3 separate regions of the Mus musculus genome follow, and all the other regions are linked to region 3. The links are chromatin contacts, called in public ChIA-PET and HiChIP or PLAC-seq maps. All regions are on one chromosome and are shown on one strand. Each heading gives the region's core, a stretch centred on a gene start, on an enhancer-like site or on the middle of the called end of the contact. The rest is flanking DNA. Distances are from core to core; before and after follow the strand shown. Region 1 overlaps Gm31925 (a long non-coding RNA gene). Region 2 holds the start of 2810442N19Rik (RIKEN cDNA 2810442N19 gene). Region 3 holds the start of Prdx6 (peroxiredoxin 6).

What was found. ChIA-PET counts read pairs in DNA pulled down with a chosen protein or histone mark. HiChIP or PLAC-seq counts read pairs in DNA pulled down with a chosen protein or histone mark.
Region 1: an RNA polymerase II ChIA-PET map of memory CD8 T cells shows a contact between it and region 3, with 34 read pairs. The contact joins the enhancer-like site here to the promoter of Prdx6 in region 3. A contact is called at or near these places in 4 of 39 promoter capture datasets (the 3T3-L1 cell line, hematopoietic stem and progenitor cells and pre-B cells), 5 of 115 datasets of contacts at active chromatin or transcription factors (effector CD8 T cells, embryonic stem cells, large pre-B cells and 1 more) and 2 of 9 other capture datasets (adipose tissue and liver).
Region 2: an H3K4me3 HiChIP or PLAC-seq map of bone marrow-derived macrophages shows a contact between it and region 3, with 8 times the contacts expected there. The contact joins the promoter of 2810442N19Rik here to the promoter of Prdx6 in region 3. A contact is called at or near these places in 2 of 115 datasets of contacts at active chromatin or transcription factors (bone marrow-derived macrophages and large pre-B cells).

What each region holds. Positions count from the first base shown.
Region 1 is chr1:161,905,506-161,908,907 of GRCm38.p6, forward strand. All of the region lies in intron 2 of Gm31925 (a long non-coding RNA gene), which reads left to right. Among named protein-coding and RNA genes, the nearest start is that of Gm31925, 11 kb to the left of the region's middle. Within about 2 kb of position 1,761, at least 46 of the 459 cell types and tissues checked have an H3K27ac peak or open chromatin away from gene starts, as enhancers often do. A contact at or near this core is called in effector CD8 T cells and memory CD8 T cells, where this site is marked.
Region 2 is chr1:162,003,450-162,006,914 of GRCm38.p6, forward strand. 2810442N19Rik (RIKEN cDNA 2810442N19 gene) reads left to right here and starts at 1,520. Exons shown (of 3, transcript NR_040562.1): 1 at 1,520-1,885; 2 at 1,987-2,373. All of the region lies in intron 20 of Dnm3 (dynamin 3), which reads right to left.
Region 3 is chr1:161,249,631-161,252,997 of GRCm38.p6, forward strand. Prdx6 (peroxiredoxin 6) reads right to left here and starts at 1,580. Exons shown (of 5, transcript NM_007453.4): 1 at 1,392-1,580. The coding sequence starts at 1,486.

The sequences.
Region 1 (3,402 bases), core at 511-3,010, 660 kb after region 3:
GTGTGTGTGTGTGTGTGTATGTGTGAGAGGATGCAGGGCAAATTCACAAAGCTGACCCTCCTTCCACCTTTACCTGGGTTCTAATGGTTAAACACAGGTTGTCAAGCTTGCAGAGCAAGCAACTATAATCACTGAGCCATCTTGCCCAAGTACCTTTGCCAGATTTTATAATCAGTGTCTTAGATTAGTGTAACTCAAAGTCAGAAGACTTCAGTAGGTAATGAATCTGTATTGGAATGGAAATCTATTTTAATATGTAGGTATCATTTGGTTCTGTCTTTGTTGTTAAACAAATCTTTAAAAAAAAAAAACTTGATTTAATTTTAGGCATCATGAGAAACACTCTAGACACTAAAAAAGAACATAAAACCAGTCCATTTTCCCAAGGGATGAGATAATAACATGACTAAATCTATCATACTTAATTGCCTGCAAGAGATAAATACTTAGAGGTCAACAGGATGGCTCAATGTCCTTAAGCATCTGCCATCAACCTCAGTGAGATGAACTCGGTCTCTGGTGCCCCACGTGTTGGAAGAGAAGTGACTCCCACAGGTTGTCTTCTGACTGCCACACATGAACAGTGGCATTTGAGCCACTCCTACATAGAATAACTAAATAAATAAAATATAATTTAAAAGTGTTTTTAAAAGAGTTAAACAATAAGAATGGGGGCCCTCTGTACATGTTTACAAGAAAAATTGACTTTAGAAGAAACCTAAATAGAGTGAGTTCATTTCAGACCAAGTGCCCAACTTGGCTCATTACAGGGAAGTAGAATCAAAAAATGTCACTGCCTTTGATTAGGTGAATATACTGCTGCCTCTCTCTTCTTGTCTCACAAAATGCCTGAGATGAAAAATATATAACAAAAATATGAATTGAGGGCCAGGAGAGATGACTTAGGAGCTCAGAGTACTTGCTGCTCTTGTCCTTGAACCCAAGTTCAATGACCAGCACCCATATGGTAGCTCACAACGCTCCATAACTGCAGTTATAGAGGAATCCAGTACCCTCTTCTGAGTTCCAAAGGCATTGCATACATGTGGCACACTTACATATATAAAGGCAAAATACTTACACACATAAAACATAAAAATTTAAAAAATCTTTACAAAGAAATACCAGTCGAGACCCTTAAAATAAATAACACCCCCAACACACACGCACTGTGCAAGTATATGATTTTGACATTATTACTTGATAAGCTTATCATAGAAAACTCATGCTTGGAGAATCTTGCTGGTTATTTTGACATTAATTTCTGGCCAACATCTCCTTCCTTAATTTCTCTCTGTACGAACAGGTAATCGAGATACCCACCAATTCATGGAACCTCTAGTTCACTTTAAGACCGGAGTATCCTGACCTTTGATTATGTGATTATGTTAAAGCCCTGGCACAGTCTTCCTCTTTCTCTTCCTCCACTTTTCCTATTCTTAAAGAGATAGGTGACTTTCCTCTTTCCTACTCAGCGAACATCATCCACAAACAACTGTTGAAGACCTACATCTACTCAAACACTGCCGGGAGACAGCTGTTGGAAAGATTACCACCCATGCTTTTAAGGAGGACATGGGCTAATTCTTAATTCAATTCCTAACTTTTTGATGGAGACATACAAGCACACTTTAAAATATAATTGTGTCAATTTTTAAACATATGCACATAGACATTTCATACTGTAATATTACATGTGGTATGCTTTCTTCTGGTATCTTCTCTTTCATTTTCAATGATGCAGCATGTGACTCACTGCCGTCACTTCACAGTCAAGTACTGTGTCTTGACTTACGGTTTGGAAAACACTCTTGCTGAAATACGAGCAGTCATGTAAATGAGTAATTACATGACAACTGTACTTTCTATTGTTCATTGAAGTATCTATGGGACTCACATTACCTAGTTGGTGAAAGGTTTTGTGGTGGTAGAAACCATGATCTGTATCTCTCAGTATTCTTTCTCTACTCCGCACACATCCCTGGTGTAGTGTCTTGTATAGAAAATATAATGAGTAGATAATTGTTGATAACAGCCATATATTGTCATTGAATATGTTAATTGAGGGCTCTGAGAAATAGATCTTAGGGTTAGTGTGTTTAGGGAGATTTATGAGAGTCAAAGCCAGTGGGATGGGATACAGAAGAAGGTAGAGAGAGCATGCAGACTATGACTGCAGGCTTAACAACCGAGAAGGGGCAGAAGAAGAGAAAGAGAAAGAAGTGAGAAAGATCTTTGAACTGGAAGGAACACAGTTATGGTAAAGCCCCAGTCTAACTGACAGGCTGCTCTCAAGCCAGACTCTTATGGGGCAAGTACTTCACCTTACTTGGAATGCATCTGCCTTAATAGTCTCTACATGGCTCATCAGTGGCTGGGAACTGCTTGCAAGCCTGAGCATGCACATGCAAGGGAATCCTGAGAGCAGCAGTAGAGTTAAAATCTCTGTAGAGGTCTTGGTATGTGCTCAGGGCCACCACAGCATAACAGTGCTCTTCTTACAGACTAAGTTTCCTTTTAAGGTTAGAGCAAGTTGGTTAAAAATAAACAACAAGACGGATGCACCGTGTTCCTGCTTTGACCTTGTTCTGGTCCCCCACCCCCATCCCTCCTAGGCTGTAGAATCAAGTCTCCTTTGTCCTTTCTGCCCCAGGAGAAGCTTTAGGATACTATTATTCCAGTTAGTGTCCCACAGGGATGAGAAGAGGGTGAATGTTCTAGAAAATAAGTAAAGGGTGACCCATGAAAAAAACTGCTGACACCAGCAAGTGTCTGGGGAGAGTACTGTAGCTTCAATTGTAAATGCCTCACAGAGGCCTGTTTGTTAAAAGGCCTGGTCTCCAGAGTGGTAGTGATTGTGAGACATTGAAAAATGGGGTCTAATGAGAGGCCTTGAGGTCACAGAGGGATGTATCCCTGGGCAGGATAAAGGACTCCAGACCCTTCTACAACACTTTTGCTTCCTGGCAATGAGATGAGTAGTTTTGCTCTGGTGTGTGTTCTACCCCATGCTATAGTGCTTCACCAGAGACCAATAAACTACAGGACCACCGAGATAACTTTCCACACTGATTATTTCAGGCATCTGCTGTAGTAATAAAAAGCCCATTAATATAAGAGTTTGAATCTTGGGCTGAAGAGATGGCTCAGCTGTTAAGAGCACTGACTATTCTTCCGAAGGTCCTGAGTTCAAATCCCAGCAACTACGTGGTAGCTCACAACCATCCATAATGAGATCTGATGCCCTCTTCTGGTGTGTCTGAAAATAGCTGCAGTGTACTTAGATATAATAATAAATAAATCCTTTAAAGAGAGAGAGAGACAGAGACAGAGAGACAGAGAGAGACAGAGAGAGTTTGAATCTTAATATACCCACACCCAGAAACTTGTAAGTCATTCCTT
Region 2 (3,465 bases), core at 270-2,769, 750 kb after region 3:
TGCCTCATGATGGCCTGAACTGGCTTTGTAGCCAAGGCTGGCCTTAAATTCATGATCCTCCTGCCTCAGCCTCAGCCTCAGCCTTGCAGGCTTATGGGGGGCTATAAGAGATCATGTCCACCTTTATTTTAGCTTGTCTCCGTTTCCAGACCTTTCCTTGAAGCTTTGGATATGTTTGTGGTAGAGTATCTAGGTTGGTTCAGTCTTCATTTTCTTCTCTCTCAGCTTCTATGTCATCCTTTCCACCAAAGAAAGGATGCTGCTTATTGGCGACTCTCATGTTGACCTGTGCATTCGTGGGGTTTCCGTAAGAGCAGGGAGGAGAGCCATTATACCTTGTTTCATTTTCTGGTGCTTAGATCACTCCCTGTGTGGGCAATTGGATCAAGAGGCTCAACGCTACCCCTGATGCTGAGACGTGGAGAAGTTGGCTAATTTCCCTTTTGATTATGCTCCGACCCCTGCTCCCCGCCCCCAGGGCCTGTGAATGGAATGGGTTCATGTGATTCATGGGAACCGATTATTCTGACTGAAAAACAAAGAGTGGATATTTCTCAGTGCTTGGTGGGAATGCTTAAAAATAAATTAGAGCATTTGGTATTTGTGGTTTTGCCTATCATGTGGCTCTGAAGCCTGAGGAGCAGCCAGATGCAAGGAATGAGGGAGCTGTGGTGTGGAGAGAGTCCCTGAATACCTCATGGCTTTCGACATTGCCCTGCGTTGGAGTTCTATTTTGGGCTAGTGCTGCCATGTGATCTAAACATGTAAATGCTCAAGTAATGTGGCGTCATTAAACATGTAGTGTCTCTCAGGCTCAGAGCCTTCCCAGAAACCCCCACTCTGGCCCTGACAACTCTAGCCTGACCAGAAGTGGAATATCCTTCTGGCAACAGCATTGGTGAGCCAGATGGAAACCATTTGGCAACTAAAGGGTGTAAATACGTGTTTAGATCCAGAGGTTTCCCCAGACAATGCATCCAGTATGTTTGGCATGGGTAGGCTAAGGAATGTCAGCGCCGGGCACTTAACAATTCTATGTTTAAGCATCGATAAATGCATGAGGAGCCAGCAGAGCCAACACGCGCTCAGCTGACTCCTTCCCTCCTTTCTTCCGCTGCTGCAGTTAGGCGTCCCAGGCACATTCACAGAGCAAGACGCTCCACTGACAAGTTTTAGTTTAAACTTCCTGTCTGCCGTGTAAGGTTTTTTTCTAAGTCTCACTTTTTAATCTCTCATAGTAGCCGGTGAGTTGGGGGAAAGGAAAAGAGGGAAATAAAGAAGCCTCCAGCAGCCTCTTCTTAAGAGTTTACTGCTGAGATAAAAGTTAGCTGTGAAAGAGGTGCAATTCATACACCGTGAGTCTCCGAGGCCTTGGAAAAATATCCCCTCTGACCAGGAATGCCTGAGCATGAAGCCTTCTTGAAAATCGCTTTTTCCTCCCAGCAAGGGCAATGAAAGAAACTTGAGCCCTAGCTAGCCTATGTGTGTCTGCAAGTCTGGATGTCTATTTACACATGGTAGAGCATTTCCCCGCTTTTCTCCGAGCTGACACCAGCTTGTATATAGGGACACTCGGTGGATTACAGCTGGTGACAGTTTACTGCTGACTGGCCACAGGAAAAATAATCGGAATCAATTACGCATTGTCCCTGGCCAGGGCCTCTGTCTTGGCTGTTGTCCTCTATCAATCAGGTGAACCCCAGGGCAGAACTGGGCACCCTGAGATGCAAAAGCGCTTGTCCTGCAGTGACGGAGCTTAGCGACTAAAGATCTCCAAAGGGAACAATGTCAGAGCTACTTGTTCTTGACACAAGACACGGAGGAAGCAGTTGTGTTTGCTTAACTGGAGGCCTGTCACCCGCTGCTTGGCTAACTGCAGTGTACGGTAGGAGGAGCTGTCTCCTGTCTGCGTTCGTGTTATTTGCGTTTTGCATGACGGGAATCTTTCCTAATTTCCCTTTTTGCTTTTACTTTCCTGCCACATAGGATATGTGGGAAAGATTCAGACCCAATGAAAAGAGAAAGGCAAACGTGAGTCTGCCTACACACCACCAAAGAGTTCACAGGTTCTGACCCGAGGAGACACCGGTAATGTATGTGGGCCTTGCCTAAACAGACCGCCAGGCATCTGAACTGTGGCCGAGTGGAAATGCCTGTGTAAAGTCGACTCTACTTCCTTAGTTAGGCCCAAGGAGGAAATCCCCAAAATAATTTGACTTTCACTTAAACCATATTGGAAACAGGACCTGAAGAGTGAAAGAAAACCTTTGACATTCGCCATTGCTTCCTTTCAGTGGACTAGTACATTGTCATAAGAATTGAAGCAGGATACTGGAATAAGAACCGTCATGTAAATAGATTGCACCTTTGGAGGTATATTTAATTAAAGTGGACACTTTTCTTTAGAGAACAGTGGTTTGAAATTTTAGTTTTATGACAACTAATGTTGAACCTGCAGCAGATTATTAATTACATTTGGAGGTCTCAGCACCAATTTATTTCTAATATCAAGGGTTGCCTCATGAGATACCTTGATTGTAAGAATTGTAAGAACAGCTTAAAGTTGTTCTGTCTTTAGCAATTATATTTTTGAGCTATAATATAGCTTGTTTTTCTTTTTTACTTTTAAATCTAGTTGTTGAAAAAAAAAACAAAACAAAAAACAAAAACAGTTCCCTGACAATCCAGACTGTCTGGGTATGATTTTTATTTTTTTCTGTAAGGAAGGCTGGCTAGTTAGGAGAACAGAGAGCTTGCCTCACAGCTGATGTCACAAATCGCAAGGTGATTTCACCACTTGTCCAAATGACACTTGGCTGCTAAAAACACCACAGTTTTAGAGAGCTGTCGAGGAGAGGAGAGGGTAAGTCAGGATGTTTCCGTGTGTGACCGCAGGGGAATGACTCCCAGGCTAGTCACACGGGTTGCTTAATTTCCATGTACTCTGAGCCCCTCGACTTCAAGGCTCGACAGCTTCCTCCTTCACGGCACCAAACCTTGATGTGAGGAACGCAAAGATAGAAGAATGATGGGTTGGGGTTTGTCCTGGCTTGAAATCTAGGGAACTTGCTTACAAAGATGAATAGAAACCTCAAATAAAACAAGGAGACTTTATACACCAAATAGAAAGAAAGGATGCTGTGCTAACTGTAACTTACAACAAATAAAATGTGTGAAAGAGTTGGGAGTTACGGTTAGGCAATGCAAGGCCATCAGAATCAGAGACCAAACATTTAAAACGAAATTATGATGAAAACCAATGGGCCTTAACTTTTGTAATATAGGGCATCAATTGTTTTGGAAAGGGGCCATGTACATCTTTCTGCAAGCAGTGTGCTCTGGTAAGTCAAAGAAACCATGGAAGACACCATGGAGGAGCTCTGGGTGAAGTCTTAGTGCTGCCCTGGGCCTATGTACACACCATGGGGGCTTTGTCTTCCTTGCAAGGCTCACAAGAACATCACT
Region 3 (3,367 bases), core at 330-2,829:
TGGGGGTGTGGGCTGCAGACAGGAATGGGAAGGAACACTGTGTAAATCGTTGGCAGTCTTGGATAAATATTAACACTAGATTTTGAGTGATGAGTCTGGCTGGCATGCTTATTTTTAGACTTTTCTCCTGCAAGGCCTGAGGGTTCCATTTGCTACTTCTTCTAGTCTACCTTTCTCTTTTAAAAGCTCTGCTTCCCCTTAGTCAGGAGGAGCCAAACTCACCTCAGGAAAGATTCTCTAATGCTTCCTTTCCTGCCTGGTCACGGAGTAGTTTCATAAACTGCTCTGTCCTCACGTACATACATACATACATACATACATACATACATACATACATACATACTAGATACGAAAAGGACACAGACAGACCCAAGAGTTTGTTTATTCAGTGTCATTGGGCACTGAAACTCCAGAACCACAACATAGCCTGACGCGTATGCAAAAAGCGGACTGAAACTAAGCATCTTACAATGTGTGCATTCAGGAGCTGTAAAACTAAGACAAAATCGGTGCATACCTAGCCACTGTGGCCACCACTGTTGTTATCAGCAGCAAGGCCAGGCGCTGATGCAAAGCAGAGGGGGAGGGGACCACTGGGAAACAAAAGAGTCTCCAAGTGGGGAGGCACACGTGTCCTAGCCTTGGAATGGCCTAGAGTGGCAAAATGGTCGCAGCCTTTCCCTCAAAGCATTGCTTCTTCTAGAATCACGGTCACGCCTACAGAGTGTTTCTGGGTGCTCCCAAAGCTGTTACATATAATCTTATTTTTGACCTCTGAAGGAGGCTCTGGACAAAAAGTCTTTTGGCTACTTACTTGGCACCGTAGTTTTGTTTTGTTTTTTAATTCAGAAGTCCGCAAACACTCCCCGAAGTTAAGAGGAACCCAGATAACGTCGGGACAGCCCTTAATTTGTGGCTGTGTGCTCTAACTTTGACCTTAGGCACCCACCTTCCGCAAGGTACAACTTCTAGAGCGGCAGGAGGGCGGGCAGTGCGACCCTGGGCAAGCGTCCCGGGAAATGACCTCAAACACCGAGCAACCCTGCCCCACCTCCCCTGGGCTTTCAGATCGACCCCGACACAAACCCAACACTGTTTACAAAACCAGGTTAAACAGACAACAAACCGTCCTCGGCAAGGACCTCCTTTCCCATGCCAGGCCAGCCACGCTGGGTCAGGGAAGGATCCGCTGATCGGCGTAGGGCCGGGCAGAGGTCGCAGGTCCCCAGCAATGCCCGGTGATGCTCGGCAGGACCCCGGCGGCGGGCACGTGCGGGAACCGGTGAGGGGCTAAGCCAGAGACCCGCCGCGGCCGAGCGCAACCCGGAAAGAAGCGAGGCAGGTAGCTCTGGGGACCCGTCACCTGGCAGGGCAACGCGGTGGCCACTTACGAATCTCCCAGGAAATCGTGGAAGCGGATGCGGCCGATGGTGGTATTGGCCTCAAAGTTGGGGGCTTCGTCCCCGAGAAGCAACCCTCCGGGCATGGCGGCAGTGGTGACGCTGAGAACAAGGAGGCGCAGCCGCAGCAGTGAGCAGCGGGCGGGCTCCTGCGGAGACCTAGATCAGTGCTGGCCGAGTGGGCGGGGCTGGGGCGGGGCTGGGGCGGGGTGGGGCGACCGCGAGTCTGGCGGCTGCGGTTCTTCACGTGGAGCTTGCAGGCAAGGGAGATTCTGGAGCTAAAGAAGGCCACGTGCAATAGGAAGGAAGCGCAAGACCGAGAATTGCGGGGACTTGTAGATCTGGCGGCTCTGCAAAGATGCTCTAGGAGAAGGCGGAATTAGCGCAAATCCTCTGACATTCTCACCCCTGTTGGACTTACAATTTAGAGGTCTTGGGGTATAGCCCTCTTTTACTATGAGCATCTAGTAGTTGGCTGAATGACTGACTACTCAGCCAACCTGGGTTTCAGAAGTTTTTCAGGATGTGGCAAGAACCAGACTTGTGACGTGGGCTAAGTCAGAGGAAGTGGCTTTCTTATTGCAGCAAACATTCTGTACCAATGTCAATAAGAGGGCAATGGAAAGAACCGTTTTTTTTTTTTTTTAAATTTTGCCTCCCCATTCCTGGAGTTCCTTATAAAATGCTCAACACATTATTCCTAAAGTTTAAATATAGGTTTCACAACAGGCTTCTTGAGATCGAGTGTATGCAAGTGAATTCCCACCTGAAGAAATGGGACATTTTGATCCACTGACTTCCTATTTCCTAAGCACAAAGTGGAGAAAGATGCCTGCCCTTATTAGAGACAGATGGCAGACATTCTGCACAGAAACCAGAATCTGTTAGAAGCTCAGCCTGGTGATCGCAAACCAGAAACCCCAACTACTCTGGAGAAAGGAGAAGGACTGTAAATTCTGAGCTACAGAGGAAGTTCAAGGCCAACCTGGGGAACTTAGAGTCTGTCTCAAAATAAAGGGGAATGAGGAAGCAGGTGTGCGGCAGGATGCTTGACTGGAGTGTGGGAGGCCCTAGGTCCAATCGCCAGCGCTAAGGTGTGGTGGAGGACAATGTATTAGAAAGCCCCGAGTCCTAGCTGGAGAAACTAAAGCGAGTTTATGTAAGTTAAGTGAGGCTACCTGGAGGTCAGCTTCAGATTGTGTGGCCCAGCCTGGGGAAGCCTGCAGGACAGTAGACTACTTAGAACATGGCAGGTGCTCTCAGAGTGGTAGCTATTATTAGATGACACAATTCACGCAGTAACTCTCACTTTCCTTATTGCTAGCTAGACACCGTGCGAGGCCTGATGTGAGACATAGTCCCAGCTCTTACAGGAAAAGTGCAGTTATGATATCATGTAAGGTGATATGGACAGGGGAGCTGTGAGTGTTTGTTGTTCGGTGTGAGGAATCCTCTGGAACAGACTCAACGGATTTAAAGGAAAGCGTGTGGCGGTGCTGAGTGCAGCGACCCACTGTACCCTGCGTTTTCATCATGGTGATAAGCCCTGTCTTTGTGTCTGCATGCATACTGGTCTTGCCTGCTTCACAGAGATTACTGCCATGCGTTTTAAAGTTAAGGTAACTTAATCTCTAGCTTGACTCCACCCTTCTGTTTTGAAAGCACGTATCTTCACTTTATTTATTATGTATTTTCACAGTAGGGAAGCAGGGTAGCTTGACCTTAAGGAACTATAAGCAGTGTTGCAAAGATGGGCTAAAAATCAGATACACCACAATAAAGAGACTGGATGCAGACTCAAAGTGGCTGATCTCTATCAAAGGCATAATTACATAGCCACCACTTTAAACTAAGCGAGTATAGTAAGATAAACACCTATTCCAATCTATAGTGCCAGAAGTAGCCTGCTGGTGGTGATTTAGTAACCGTGCTCTAGCCTTGGCAAAAGTTGGAATTCTTTAAAGGTA